3 separate regions of the Zea mays genome follow, and regions 1 and 2 are each linked to region 3. A link is a contact called in public Hi-C data. All regions are on one chromosome and are shown on one strand. Each heading gives the region's core, a stretch centred on a gene start, on an enhancer-like site or on the middle of the called end of the contact. The rest is flanking DNA. Distances are from core to core; before and after follow the strand shown. Region 1 holds the start of LOC100192041 (transducin family protein / WD-40 repeat family protein). Region 2 holds the start of LOC100272313. Region 3 holds the start of LOC100273186.

Region 1 (2,700 bases), core at 74-2,573, 290 kb after region 3:
TGTACAAAACTAGTCACACAAACACACCACACCAGAAACATCACAAAGCACTGAGTTAAGACCATGCGTGCGACACTTGAGTTATGTAACGATCGCAAGGACAAGACGCTCTATAAAACCTACGGAAGCTCTGAGCCCCTGCTGCGCATCATAGCTTTCCTTCCTCCTCTGTCTGCACGTGCACGATCAAGAATTCACACGGAGAAGCAATATTGAAGACACAATCATTTCGATGTTGCCATAGCTCCCATGCTATTAGAATTCTCAATGAGTCATTCAATATTAGAAGATTTTTATGACATGTAGGCATCCAGCTAGTATGGCCACTGGCAGCCCTAAACAGTAAACACGCTGAACATGTTGCAAATCAGAAATCCAACTCACAGTCATATATAAAAGCCGTTAAATTTGTGGAAGCTGAAGCCCTGTAATGCTAATACCAAACTTACAGGAATAGTAGCAGGGGCAAAATATGCCTTAGAAGAAGCTTTTGGTGCTCAACTTGCCCCCCAGATAGCAGTAAGAGATCCAGTGCTCAAGATGCTTACAAGGAATTTGCTCAAAAAAAAAGATGCTTACAAGGAATCGTTGGTCAGGTGAGAGAGCAATATCTGAAACCGTCCAGTGCACACTTCTGCAGCTTATATCCTTGTGGATCTTCCACCCTTTCTCGGCGTCGTAGACTCTGATGCGGCTTCCCTTATCGTCACAATTTTTTCACAAAGGAGAATCGTCAGCAACTAAACTACACAACTTCTATGTACCCAACTTCTCATTAGCAGAAGCACAAGAACCAACATCAAACCGTATCAGGCTATCAGCAAAAACCGAGCACCTACCCGAAACCCCGCGATGAGCAACGAGCCATCGGCGGAGAACTGCGAGACGTAGGCCTCGCTTTCCACGTCGTCGACGCCCCACGGCCCCTTGGTGGGGATGTGCTGCCTGCCGAGGTAGGCTCGATCGGCCGCGGAGAACCCGGCGCCGCCCGCGCGGCCGGCCTCCCGCGCCGACACCAGCTCGTACGCCGAGAAGGGCCTCGCCCGGCGGGCGAAGGCGGCGCCGCGAGCCCTGCGGCACGGCTCTGACGTGGCCCTGGTGAGATGGGACATCTCGCCGCACAGCGTGAATGGCTCCACCTCGCGGCCCGCCGCCTTCCGGGACGATTCCCCGCGCGCGCTCCGCCGCGCGCCTCGCATCCTTCCTTGCATGCTCGCCGACACCAGCACGGAGGGATCAGGCCAGTCCAGCAGGATCCCGCGCTGAATCGCTGGAGAAGATGTCCCTCCACTGAAAACACAGCGAAAAAAAACAAGCAATTGCAGAAACTGGCAGCAGATTTTGTCCCCTGGACCAGTGGAACCATACCGGAGATGTCCGAGCTTCTCCCGCTCTCACTGGCACGCCGGACCCATGGCGCGTTGCGCTCGTGTGGCAGGGATCGCAGTCGCGTGGCCCGTCCAGTGACGGATGGCAAGTAGGACGAGCGCGCGGAGCCGCGGGCGCCGTGCAGGCGCCGGCCGTGTTACCCGCGCGTGGCGTGTGGCGTGACGTCAGGCTCCGACGGTGAACCGGCAACCAGGAGTCCAGGACTCGGTGAGCCTGTGACAACTGACAGCAGCATACCATGTATTGAAGGCCGTTGCAGGGCCGGTCCTAGCATATGCATACTAGGGGCGACGAAAACTAAGGTCGTGTTTCTTTCGGATTATAATCTCTCTAAATTATATAATTCAGCTCAAATAATCCAACAAGTAAGCAAACACCTAGATTATAGGTTTAGATTAATAATCTAAAGACCATATTATGATAATCTCATAATCTCCTCAAGAGTAGCTTATTTGAGATTATTTTGGCAAAAGACCCACTATCCATAATTATGTAAATATAAATTACAATATATGTCATTCTTCTTTTCTCACCTTAAATAAACAAACAAGGGTACTGCTGTTTTTATGAATAATCTACATTTGTATAATCTAAACTACCAAACAACTATATGTAGATTATAATATGTCTAGATTATAATATAGATTATATAATTTAGATTATAATCCAGATTATATAATCTATAAGCTGAAACAAACATGCCCTAATTTAGAGGCTTCTATTATATCTCACTCTATATATATTATATATCTAATATATATTTACATATAAAGTTTTTGAAAACATTATTGTTGGTCATAAATTGTTTTTTCAATAATTCTAGTTTTTAAAAAAATTACGGTAGTAGATGGAGCAGTCACTAAGATTCGATAGGCACTAGAGACATTAGGATAACAATTCACCTCTACGACTTTCTCGAAAATTCATGTAGCAGACAATACTCCATTCAAAAATCTCTTATCTTGGCCTTTTACTCACTTGGTGCCCAAGTAAAATAAGAGTTTGGGATAAAAATTTTGACTTTAAAATCCTACATATAATATATCAATGAACAATCATTAGTTCATGAGATTGAAAAATACACACATATAACATATAATATAGGATGCACTCAGGACGTCGCCACGTCGTGTTAGGAGTCCACGATGATTTGTTTTATCTGTGACTGCAATAGGCTCATCGATTTGTTTCTTAGATTTCCAACAAGCTACATCTAGTGAACAGACTATTAAATAGTGTTTGATCCAAAACCAAATACTAAATATCCATAACACACAATATATACTTATACTTAATATATATTTTTTCCCA
Region 2 (2,700 bases), core at 167-2,666, 330 kb before region 3:
TTCCTCCATGTCGAGGATTATCAGGTGGAAGATTCAGCCCCATTGATGTAGAGAGGGCCGATGGTGAAACTGGCGGCATCACTGTAGAAATTGTGCTGCAGTTGAAGTCACTCTGGTTGAACCAGAGTGAATTCATATTCGCCCCATCGCTGCTGCCACTCTCACTGTTGTAGCCTAAAGGCTGTTGGAAAGGGAAATAGAGAGTTTGGCCTGATGAGTGGCAGGTTGATGGACTCTCATGTCCAGCAGTAAGCTGCTCCAGGAACAGCTCCTTTGGTGGCAGCTTAGGGCGTGCCAAGTTTGGTGTTTCAGCACGATTCTTGTCGTACACGGGCATCAGCATTGATGATTGAGCCGTCTCGCTGAGGAGGGGGCTCAAGTTCCCCAGAGGACCAGTGCTTGATGGGTTGACGTCGCTGGACCCTGAGGTTCTCTCGGTGCTGATGGTGGGAGCTGCACCGCCGCGATCAGCCTCAGTAAGTGGCTTGTGGGTGTTGGGATCAATGCCTTTCTGCCTCAGCTTCTTCTTGATGCACGAGTTCCATAGATTCTTGATCTCATTATCAGTCCTCCCTGGCAGCTGCGCTGCAATTTGAGACCACCTTCTCATGGAAAAAGTAAAGTGCTAATATCAGCTAAATTACCAACTGCTGCTTTGCACATATGCAGTCTAGAATTCTGATACTACTTCTTCAGGCTTCAAATTTACCTGTTCCCGAGGACAGCGTGCAGCTCGATGATGAGGTCTTCTTCGTCTTGGGCGAATGCCCCTCTCTTGAGGTCTGGCCTCAGATAGTTTATCCACCTCAGCCTACAACTCTTTCCGCACCTTTGAAGCCCTGCAACAATTTGTCTTCTCGAATTTAGATAATTGAACTGACCGAGAGGTATTTGAGAGACAAGAGGGGTTTCAGCTGGCAATTGGAAATGAGAAAAATGCAGAGGGAGGAGAAGGGGAGGATTGAGAGTTGATAACTGAGGACCAAGGGAAGAAAAATTTCATCGTACATACCAGCGAGTTTGGGAACAGAGCTCCAGCAGCCATGGCCATGCTTTGTTATGTGATTCATGAGTTTCTCATCCTCCTCAGGGGACCAGAGCCCCTTTCTCAGCTTCTGCTTGTAGCAGCAAGAATGCCTCCCCATCTCAACGCAATGCAGAACCTGGGAGCTCCAACCAAACTCACAGAGCTTACAGGTCTGCGGAATGTATAATTATGCACGACGACGAACACCTTCTCCGGTAGCACAGAGCTTCTTCGACGATGTTCTGAAGTAGTGGGAAATTGCAAAGGTTGTAGCGACTTATATACCAATGAATGGTTGGGCTTCATCTGAGGCCAGGATTGAGCAACTGCATGGCTGCAGATAGGAGATTTCAGTGGAAAGCAAGGAAAGGCTAGGGGCACTCCTCTCCTTTTCTTCGCAGGACAGCCCTTTAGCACCCTTCTTTTAAAGGTGGTGGTGGAGGTGGAGGTGGTGGTTGTGGCTTGTGGGGCTTGTGCCAAGGGATGGAGGTTTAGCCCTTCCCTTGGCCTGCTTCCGGCTGTGTGTGTGGGCGTCTGCCTCATCATCTCCTAAGAATCTATGTCTGGTGCCAAAATCGGTGGGGTAGCCCCGTAGCCACCTCCACCGATATTTAATTGTCGTGACCTTTGTGCAAGAAACTGTTACATTAAACCACCCTCCATCTTCCTTTGCACCCCGGTTCCCATGCATGCCCGGTGTGTTTCTTCGGGCACAAGCCCAGTGAAAGTGAAACACGCGTGTCCATATTCAGAGTCCATGTTATTTATTTTTTTTTGAAAGACCAGAGTTCATGTTATTAGGACACGGATTGATGCTCTTGCTGCCATGGTAAGTGACTGTGACATTTAGCAGCCGGTTTTCTCTCTCTCTCTCTCCCTCTCTCTCTCTCTTTTCCGCAGCTACTTCTGTGTCACGGGTGCTCCATGCACGGCAGAGCACACAGTTGGGAAGAGGCCTCTTGTCCACCTTTCATCTGTTGCTAATTAAGACTCCTTGTCTTAGCTGCTGTTCGTTCCGTGCATGTGCATCTCATTTTCTTTGTCACCTGCAAGATTTTATGCGTCAGACCAAAGTGTTGTCCTTTTTTTCTTCTTGCTTTTCAGGTACGGTAACTCACTCACTGGGTCACTTCTTTCTGGTGAGGAAGGAAAAGGCTTGGTCAATCATCACAGTTAGGGTCGTGGGGGGAGGGAAAAAAAAGGCGATGTCAGTGATGTTCGTATTCCAGGACAGAGAGCATCTTTCCTTTGTTTATCGCCGGCCGGCAGCTAGCAATTCTAATCAGAAATGGTTACTGCTCCGGTCCAACACCAATAGAAGCACGTCGCGGGCGCTGGATGTCTGTCAAGAATCAAGCTTCCCATAATCGCGATGCAGGTACGCGAGTATAATTAATGATTTGTCCGATTGACTGTCGCTAGCGTCAATGGAGGCACTGATCACTGCAAGGAGGGAACTTAAGCGCCCTTGAATTTTTGTTTTCTTCTTTCATACAAAAAAGGGGTCCACTGGAGGAGACAAATTTCTCTCTGAGTAATGTACTGGGAACGGGCTAGTCAATTGGCGTATTATTGCTGGGTATCTTTTGCTTGTCTAGGGAACGAGCGTTTCTTTATCCATGATTAGGATTGTAACGGCATCCGTCGTCTGTGTGCCCATGCATGTGAGGGCG
Region 3 (2,700 bases), core at 22-2,521:
ATATGAACCATACAGTATAAAAAAGGGTGGGAGCTCAAATTCTCAAAGAAGAGCAGAATCTTGAGCTTTTTAGTAAAAAAAAAGAATATAAATCAGGTACTAAATAAAAATGGTGATTTCTCTTTTTTCACTCAACAGGAATAAGTTCACATGTTTAGTATGAACCAGCATTAGAATCTGATAGCAAAATGTTATTTCCAGGGTAATAAGTCACTGTACACATAGCTGGGTGGATATGGTTATACTAGAATTTCACCATCGATGAGCCTTTGCAGATATTGAAATAATGCACACAAGGAATTTAGATTTTGATGCTTGTCTAGAGAGGCCATCTTTTTAAGGGACACCATTTGTTTAGGGAACTGATTCATGATTTGTCATTCTGAAATCATATATATTTAACCATAGTCATCACTTGCCACGTGCGGGTCATAAATGGCATATTGCTATGCAGAAGGGGTAACGACCTGATCAGTTGAGCTTCACCGTATGACAAAGGACAGGATGTATTCTAAGCATCCTCAGGCTTTGGTCACCACTGCATCTTTTAGGCTCTCACCAATTCAGCAAGCTAATTTATTTCTATGCCACGTACGGTGCCTTGCTAATCCTCTCCAGCTTCCATCAAACACAACATTAGTCCCCACACTATGATGCTACCTTGGCCGAAAAGCCAAAATTCTATGAGGTACGTCACAACGCTACTTGCAGTTCAATAATCCCCCAATCCATGCACCTGGGTAGCGAGGCGAAACCCTCCACGAAGTGCTTCACAGCATGCTCGCAATCGGATCACTCGAGGAACGCCAATCTTCTGAATCCCCGTCTCGCGCCGCAAACACAATCGAACCCAAAAATACCCAATATGCTTCAATCCAGGGAAACAGCAAGCCAAATAACCGTACCATCCCAGCTGAACTCAATCCACCGATCCCAATTCCCACAGGCGATCGATTTCAAGCCAAACTAAACAATCTAGCTTCGCGGATGTAGCGCAAGGCAGAGCGAATCGGCGTGGATTAAGAGGAGCAGTTGAAGTTTGCAGCAATAAGAATAACGAAAGTTCATCTCGAGGGGAATCCCGCTCTTACCTCGTCGCCTTCGCTGTCACAGGAGGAGCAAGTGCGAGACGGTAGGAAACGCGCCGAGAACTATTATTAGGCCCGATTAGCATAGGCGCCCATAGCTTCTCAAAGAGCTTGTTCTGCTCTGGCTTCAGCACTCGGAAGCTGGAGCCGTTCTTGTGCTAACGCGACGGAAAAAAGCAAATCTGGCTTCGCCGATGAAAAATTAACTGACCTTGGCCAACGATAAGGATCATCGAGACGTGAGCTCTAAGAAAAATAACTAGTTTGGTAACCTCATTTTCTCTAGGTATTTTTTATTTTCCCATAAAAAATAATTAAAAAATAATTAACTTCTTTTAGAAAGATAAAAATTCTTTGAAAAAAATGAGGTTTCTAAACTAGCCCTTAAAAATAAAGAAAAGAGTGTTTAGCAATTTTTTCTATTTTTATTTCATAAAATCCATCGTTCTAGACTGATTTTTTTTGTTTTTAACCATTTTTGTGACAAAAAATATATTTAGACCACTCGAGGATTTAATTCCTGATTTGGACCCGATACTCGACGCTGTAGGCCATGGCGCCGAGTTAACACTAGGCTATAGCGCCGAGCTCTGACATGGCGTAGGCAGCTTCTGGTGGCTAGGGCTGGCGTGGCGACGATGCAGCGCCGACGTGGCCTCCTAGCTCGGCGCCACAGATCTTGGCGCCGAGCTAGGCAGGCCTATAAAACGACCGCGCTGCTGGCCGAGAAGAGCTCATTTCCTTTCAATTCAAAACTTCTTCAAAGTTCCTACATTCAAAGATTCGAGTTGGAATACTTTGTAGACCAAGGTATGGTGTCTGACTTATTCATTTGTATATTGGGTTGTAATTTTTCGATTATTAGTTTCCATTGTTGCTCCTATAATATATAGTATAGTTCATATGATGACTACATTTGGTTTGATAGTTTGTGAAATCCGATTATAAAGTCTATTAGGTACTTGTGTTAATATAGAATCGTTTCTTAGATGAAAGACATGTACTGGGAGGCGTTGTGGCAGAAGAGAGGTCGTCCTCGAGAGTTATATCCGGACGTATCTAGTAAGGATGCTCCTGTTCCTCTTGAACTTCATGTGTCTAACTTTGACAGTGGCAGACTGGCTTGGGTATGTCAATCCATACATCCAGACATGGTTGCTCGCTGCTTCTACCTTTGTGGCGTTTTTAACGTACGTAGCTGATGACTTGTGACTTAATATTGTTTACTAGATGTGTAATAATGCTTCGTTCCATTTTTTAGGAGCACCTAAGGTGTTTCTTTTTCCAGTGGATGGACAGTCCTGATAAATTTGACCCTCGATATCTTCTTTTCGCTAATTGGTTGTGTGTAAGGACTAGTCATGAGCGTTTTAAGCGTTGGGTACCTCCTCCCCCGAATCCTCCACCAATGACGGACGCGGAGAAGGAGGTAGCAACATAAAGACGAATGGACTCGCCTCCTCGATGCGATTGCGGAGATCGTGCTGTCATCGACGTGGACACTGCAAAGCACTTCGTGTGTCCGAACATTAATTATGTGAGCCCATAAAAATGTCTAAACTTTTATTAATTTTTGCAAAAAATTACTAAATTATTCTCCTGCAGCCATACG

What was found. A called contact is a pair of places that touch in the nucleus more often than the background predicts.
Region 1: a Hi-C map of leaf shows a contact between it and region 3, with 5 times the contacts expected there. The contact joins the promoter of LOC100192041 here to the promoter of LOC100273186 in region 3. A contact is called at or near these places in 3 of 25 Hi-C or Micro-C datasets (ear and leaf).
Region 2: a contact with region 3 is called in a Hi-C map of endosperm, with 5 times the contacts expected there. The contact joins the promoter of LOC100272313 here to the promoter of LOC100273186 in region 3. A contact is called at or near these places in 7 of 25 Hi-C or Micro-C datasets (bundle sheath, ear, endosperm and 2 more).

What each region holds. Positions count from the first base shown.
Region 1 is chr8:132,044,938-132,047,637 of Zm-B73-REFERENCE-NAM-5.0, reverse strand. LOC100192041 (transducin family protein / WD-40 repeat family protein) reads right to left here and starts at 1,323. Exons shown (of 9, transcript NM_001137464.1): 1 at 840-1,323; 2 at 580-699. The coding sequence starts at 1,211.
Region 2 is chr8:132,662,361-132,665,060 of Zm-B73-REFERENCE-NAM-5.0, reverse strand. It overlaps LOC100272313, which reads right to left and starts at 1,416. Exons shown (of 3, transcript NM_001146797.1): 1 at 1,013-1,416; 2 at 710-839; 3 at 1-602. The coding sequence starts at 1,145. It overlaps LOC103635907, which reads left to right. Exons shown (of 13, transcript XM_035961804.1): 2 at 2,132-2,405.
Region 3 is chr8:132,333,947-132,336,646 of Zm-B73-REFERENCE-NAM-5.0, reverse strand. It overlaps LOC100273186, which reads right to left and starts at 1,271. Exons shown (of 2, transcript NM_001147631.1): 1 at 1,092-1,271.